Regions from separate parts of the Zea mays genome. Here region 2 is linked to region 1. A link is a contact called in public Hi-C data. All regions are on one chromosome and are shown on one strand. Each heading gives the region's core, a stretch centred on a gene start, on an enhancer-like site or on the middle of the called end of the contact. The rest is flanking DNA. Distances are from core to core; before and after follow the strand shown.

Region 1 (2,809 bases), core at 212-2,711:
TACTCATGAATATCAATGACCGTAAGAGATTCTTTTCAATGTCATATCGGATACAATGAGTAACATATACTCTTATCCAAAACTTCTTCGAATGTTACCAGAACTATAATACCAAAATAATCACATATATATAATATATTGCCTATCTTAAACCACACCTGGCAGTGTCGATCTCCATTAGTTTCTAATAGACATCAATTTGGCCCTCAACTAATCTTCAAGCCGTCCTCTTCACTAGCGACCACAAACCTACAAAGGCACATTGCTTCCGTGCATTGCTGACAGATAAATTTCATGAGGAAATCCGTCAGCATATAAGCATATTGCGGCATATGGTGGGCCAAGGGATTGGGCGGCGCGATGGGCAAGCCGATAGACAAGAGGCACGATGCCACGACTAATGAAGAGGATCTAGACATGGTCGAGGTCGAGACAGAGGAAAGAGAAATAAGATAAGATGAGGCTGCTCAACGTCATGATCTGTGGTGCTGAGGTCAGCATTACAGACCATATGACATCCAAGTGGTGTCAGATCACTGTCCATAGTATTTGACTTATATCTCGACATCTCGTAACTTATGGTGCTGACACGTGTAATCTTGATGCGCCATGAAGCCGAAGCATTGTGTGTAAACATATGATTCGTTTCTCCAAAAAAAACTAAACATAAATTTTTTATGAAAAAACAAAATAAAAAAATCAGGCGTACATTTATCGTGGCACTGGCATCCATCGATCGTCCAAACATGTCAACTAATAAATACTTATAATAACGTCAAACAGACTTCTTATAAGTGCTGCCAATAAATCACTATCTGCGTGATTGGTTGGTTGGCCGCTGTCTCCAGGCCCGTGGCGTTCCATTGACTTTGCACAACGTCTGTTTGGTTAACTGAAGAAGAGGGTGGCAGCCTGCACCCGCACATGCAGCAGAAGTATTTTTTTTCGCTTGATTGTCTGCATGCGCGGAAACACATCTATCCTGCGTACCCAGCGGTCCGGGCTAGCTGGAGACCGACGCTCGACGTCGAGTCAACCAATCATGCAGTATATGCATGCGTATTCCCGTGTTAATGTATTTCAAATCTCCAAAATCAATCCAAGTTGCTATATGAACATATATAGGCCATTAGATGACATCGTTTCTAGATGGGCAAAAATAAGTGTGGGAAAGATACGCTAGCCAGCTAGCTAGCTAGTAGCTACTAGGTGTATTTGAATGAATCAGCATCGACACGCTAAATTTCTACTATTATGATCCAAATCTTAACTGTTTCCGTATCATAGTAATAATGGTACGATTCTATATCATTTCTTTCCAAACGGACGGCTATAAAATGAGATCTCTATTCCTCCTTCCCCTAGGCCCTAGCTAAGCGCTCCAGGATGGCATGCAGTCTCAGCAACCGCCATTTTGCGTTTTGATTTGATTCCCATCGCCAGCGCCGGCGCCGGACGACATGGCTCGCAAGAAGGTGACCCTGCAGTGGATCGCCAACGACTCGACCCGGCGCGCCACCTTCAAGAAGCGGCGCAAGGGGCTGATGAAGAAGGCGAGCGAGCTGGCGACGCTGTGCGACGTGGACGCCTGCGTGGTGGTGTACGGCGACGGGGAGTCGCAGCCCGAGGTGTGGCCGGACGACGTGGCCAAGGCGGCCCAGGTGCTGGCCCGCTTCAAGGCGATGCCGGAGCTGGACCAGTGCAAGAAGATGATGGACATGGAGGGCTTCCTGAACCAGCGCATCGACAAGCTCAGGGAGCAGCTGCGCAAGGCGCGGCGCGAGAACCACGAGCGCGAGACGGCGCTCCTCCTGCACGACGCCATCGCCGGCCGCCGCCCGGGCCTCGCGGGCCTCTCCGTCGAGGAGATCGCCGGCCTCGGCTGGATGGTGGAGAACCGCCTCAACGGCGTCAAGGATGCCATCGAGCGCCTCCAGGCCGCCACCGCCGGGAAGGGCGGCCAGGACGTCGTCCTCCCCGACCCTGCGACTGCGACGACGAACCTGCAGCTGCAGCTGCCTCAGGTGAGCCTGCTGCCGCTGGTGCCCTACAGCGTCGACGCCCCCGCCGAGCACGGGCACGCGGGCGTTGTCCATGAGGCGGCTGCGCAGCCGCAGGCGCCCAGCTGGTTGATGGAAGTGGCCAAGGCCGGAGGGGACCTCGGCGCGCTCGTCTACAGTGGCTTCGGTGGTGGGCGCGGGAGCTTCGGAGGCGCCGGCGGCACCAGCGTTGGGGTGGTGGCTGACATGCTGCCTCATCTGGGCAATTTGGGCGCCGGATTTGGGTGGGCTGATCCTGGCCTTTCTCCTTTCCCTCCGATCTGAGGACCGGAGGCGCCCCGGCCGCCACAGTCGACGGCACCATCGCCGTCGTCGTCGCTCGTCATAGTACTCGTATCCGGTCCTGCCGTCGTTCGTGTCCGGTGTCCCGTACCGTACCGCCTATATATAATACTCCACTCCATCCTAGTATATGATTTTATTTTTACTTGCCAGTGTGGTTTTTCATTCGTCCTAAGTATTGTACTTGTCATGCGACATACATGTCGGTTACTGTGTATGGTGTTGGAACAAAAACGGATTCATGAATTGTTACCCTTTACAGACATCATATCATATCATCTGTACATGTAATGCGCTATATTTTATGTCAGACCACATATATGCACAGTGTTGACATTGATCTGGACGCCAATCACCTTGATGTGTACTAGCGTTGGTGTTTTCTGCGGTAGCGCGGATAGTCCACGGCCTAGGGCCGGATGGTCCGCAACCGCCGGTAGGAGCGGAGTGTTCTCTGTATTGAACCG
Region 2 (2,700 bases), core at 60-2,559, 140 kb before region 1:
GATTTAGTTATTTCTATAATGGCAAGCAGGCACACCAGTTAATAAAACATAAAAACATATAGCTCACCAATGAAAAATTCAAACCAATATGAGTTCTCAATCGCATCCGACAATTGCTTAGCCTTGACAAGATCGAGGTCTAGCGAACAAATTGTGGCCTTATCAACATTCTCTGAGACAAAGCATTACAAATTTTAGTCATCGGCCTCATCACATCTACATTACCCCTTCACTGTTAAAGTACTGAAGCAGGACAAAAGCAAGGATCACTTACTTCCAAACTTTATGTCGATCTGGCTGTCAATGAGCTCATTCCCACCAAGGACCTCGCCGAGTCCTCCCCACTTATGCACATGGTTTTCTGACGCATGGCAAAATGGGAGGCTGTAGTAGTTGTATGTCTCCTGCGGATTGTTGTACGGACCAACCTTGTTCACCCAGAGCGTCACAGGCTCCGCTGCTTGGTACTAAAATAAACAAACAGCAGCAGAAAGAAAGAAAGCGCATGGATGAGAACGATTAGACAGCTTGTTGGCAAAAACGTAAAAATCCTATCTAGCGCTGGGCACAAAATTCACCTAACTTACACAATGGAGGCAAAAGCAAGGCACAAGCAATACGTACCTGAACTGAATGCAACAAAGAAAAAATAGTCATAGAAGATGCACTTCGATCGGTCTAACGTCAGAAGATTACTAATCGACACAATGGCCTGAAGGTTTCCACACTGTTGTTTCTCCCCATCCATTTCACTCCCAACCGCAATCGGCTACGAACACAGATAAGATCTAGCAACCGCTCGACAGCTCGACCCGGCGCGCAATACAGAGAGATCCCAATCGCCCGGGCCGGCGACACGCAGATCTGACCCCAAGCGATCGCGGATCTAGCGTGTGCGGAGCGGAGCGCGCGAGCCGAGCCAACCGCTGTCGCTGGGAGGCACGACACCAGGGGGGAGGGGAGCAGGTTTTCCGTCGCATGTAGTGTGCTCGTTTCGACGGGGCGAGACTGGGAGATGGGGGGCAAGTCGTCCGGTAGACCGGTACCTTGTGGTCGGAGTCCGAAGCGGCGGTGAGGGGTACGAGGATGAGGAGGGTGATGGCGGCGAACGCAGCACCGGCGGCGGAGGCCATTGCCGGATGGAATGGCCGGCCGGCGCGGAGCGGTGGTCGTCTCTCTGTTTTCCTCCTTGCCTTATGGAGTGCGACTGTGCGAGTGCGACACGAAGGGGGGACTGCTGCATGGAAGCCAGGGGAAGCCCGAGGTTTTTGAGGAAAGCTACAAGCCTACAACACGCTGAGCAGACTTCAGGCTGTAGCCTGTATGGAGACCGTCAGATTTTTTTTTTACTTTTACATTTTAATTGTGTTGCTTATATTTTATTTATTACTACGTACTAAAAATATTGATATTTTCAATTTTTAGAAAAAACATTTGATTATTCGTCTTATTTAAAACTTTATATACATATTGGTTATTTTATTATAGTTTATTTTATTATTAAGCACACTTTAATGATAAGTTATTTATTGTTTAAAAACTGAACACAAATAGTGTAATATAATATATAAAATAGAAAACATTAACTATTTTAAAATTTATAAAGTAGTTTACTTACAATTAACTTTATTTTATCAAAAATGTTTATTTAGATTCATTGTTGTAATTGTAGGAATGAGAGATTGTGTATAATGTGTGGGATATATTGCATTGAGTGTATAGAGAAAATATAGGAGTACATAACATGGATGGCAAGAAGTCTATCCTAGAGTTGAGGAAGGTTATTCTAAAGATAAGGAATGTTATCTCGGGATTACAATCTATCTTAAACCAACCATATCAGGAGTTACTTAATATACTCCAACATCCCCGTAGTCGTAGTGTTAGCAACACGAATGGACGGACTGGAGAACAATTGAGTTATCCCCCTCGGTAGGAACGTCATGCGAATGCGGCGACTAGAGTAGCCCATGCAAATGATAGCCCTTTGTGCCGATAATGTCGAGGTACCGAGTGCAAGGGCATAGAGCGTTGTGTCAGTGCTGTGTGTAGGGAGTTGTGGTCGATGGAGCTATTGAGGATGTCAAAGAAGACAAGCCGATAAGTCGCGGCACAGGCGCAGCATGCGGGAAGGCCCGCAACGCACCAAGAGGCGTCAGGGTGACGATGGCGCAGAAGGAGGGCACCATAGACGAAGACGACTATGCAGTTGTAGTGGAAGAAGCTGACATTGAGGACGATGTTGTCAAACCGCCATGGACGAGGCATGCCCCATGTTTGCCACGCCTAGAAATGTGTCGTACACGAATGCATATGTTGGTGTTTGCTAGTACCACACATACTAGGTAGAGGCCCCAACCAAGTGTCAGCGTCTGAAAGGGACCATCAGAGAAGACCTCCACAACGGTTGTGGTACAATATGACGGGAGTGTCGTTGCAGCTCACGGTTATCAGAGCGGTGAGGATGAGACAGCGACGCTAGCAACAAGGTTGTGCTGGATGAAGGCAAAGAGGTAGGCGTGGCGACACATTGAGGTTTCTGGAGCTGTCACGTCAGGAGAGCCACGACGCATAGGAAGAAGGTCCTTGATAGTGTCATTGTAGCACGACGGCGGTGCTTGAAGTCGGCGAAGAACTTGAACAACCAAAGAAGACCATGTGAGAGACGTGCACTAACAAGTGTTGACAACATGTAGATGC

The links. Hi-C and Micro-C count contacts between places; a contact is called where the count stands out from the background.
Region 2: a Hi-C map of tassel shows a contact between it and region 1, with 4 times the contacts expected there. The contact joins the promoter of LOC100272502 here to the promoter of LOC103628691 in region 1. A contact is called at or near these places in 5 of 25 Hi-C or Micro-C datasets (ear, endosperm, leaf and 1 more).

The regions. Positions count from the first base shown.
Region 1 is chr5:175,347,607-175,350,415 of Zm-B73-REFERENCE-NAM-5.0, reverse strand. LOC103628691 (agamous-like MADS-box protein AGL80) reads left to right here and starts at 1,461. Exons shown (of 1, transcript XM_008648849.2): 1 at 1,461-2,324. The coding sequence starts at 1,461. The coding sequence ends at 2,324.
Region 2 is chr5:175,483,059-175,485,758 of Zm-B73-REFERENCE-NAM-5.0, reverse strand. It overlaps LOC100272502, which reads right to left and starts at 1,309. Exons shown (of 12, transcript XM_008683160.4): 1 at 1,047-1,309; 2 at 275-467; 3 at 68-172. The coding sequence starts at 1,133.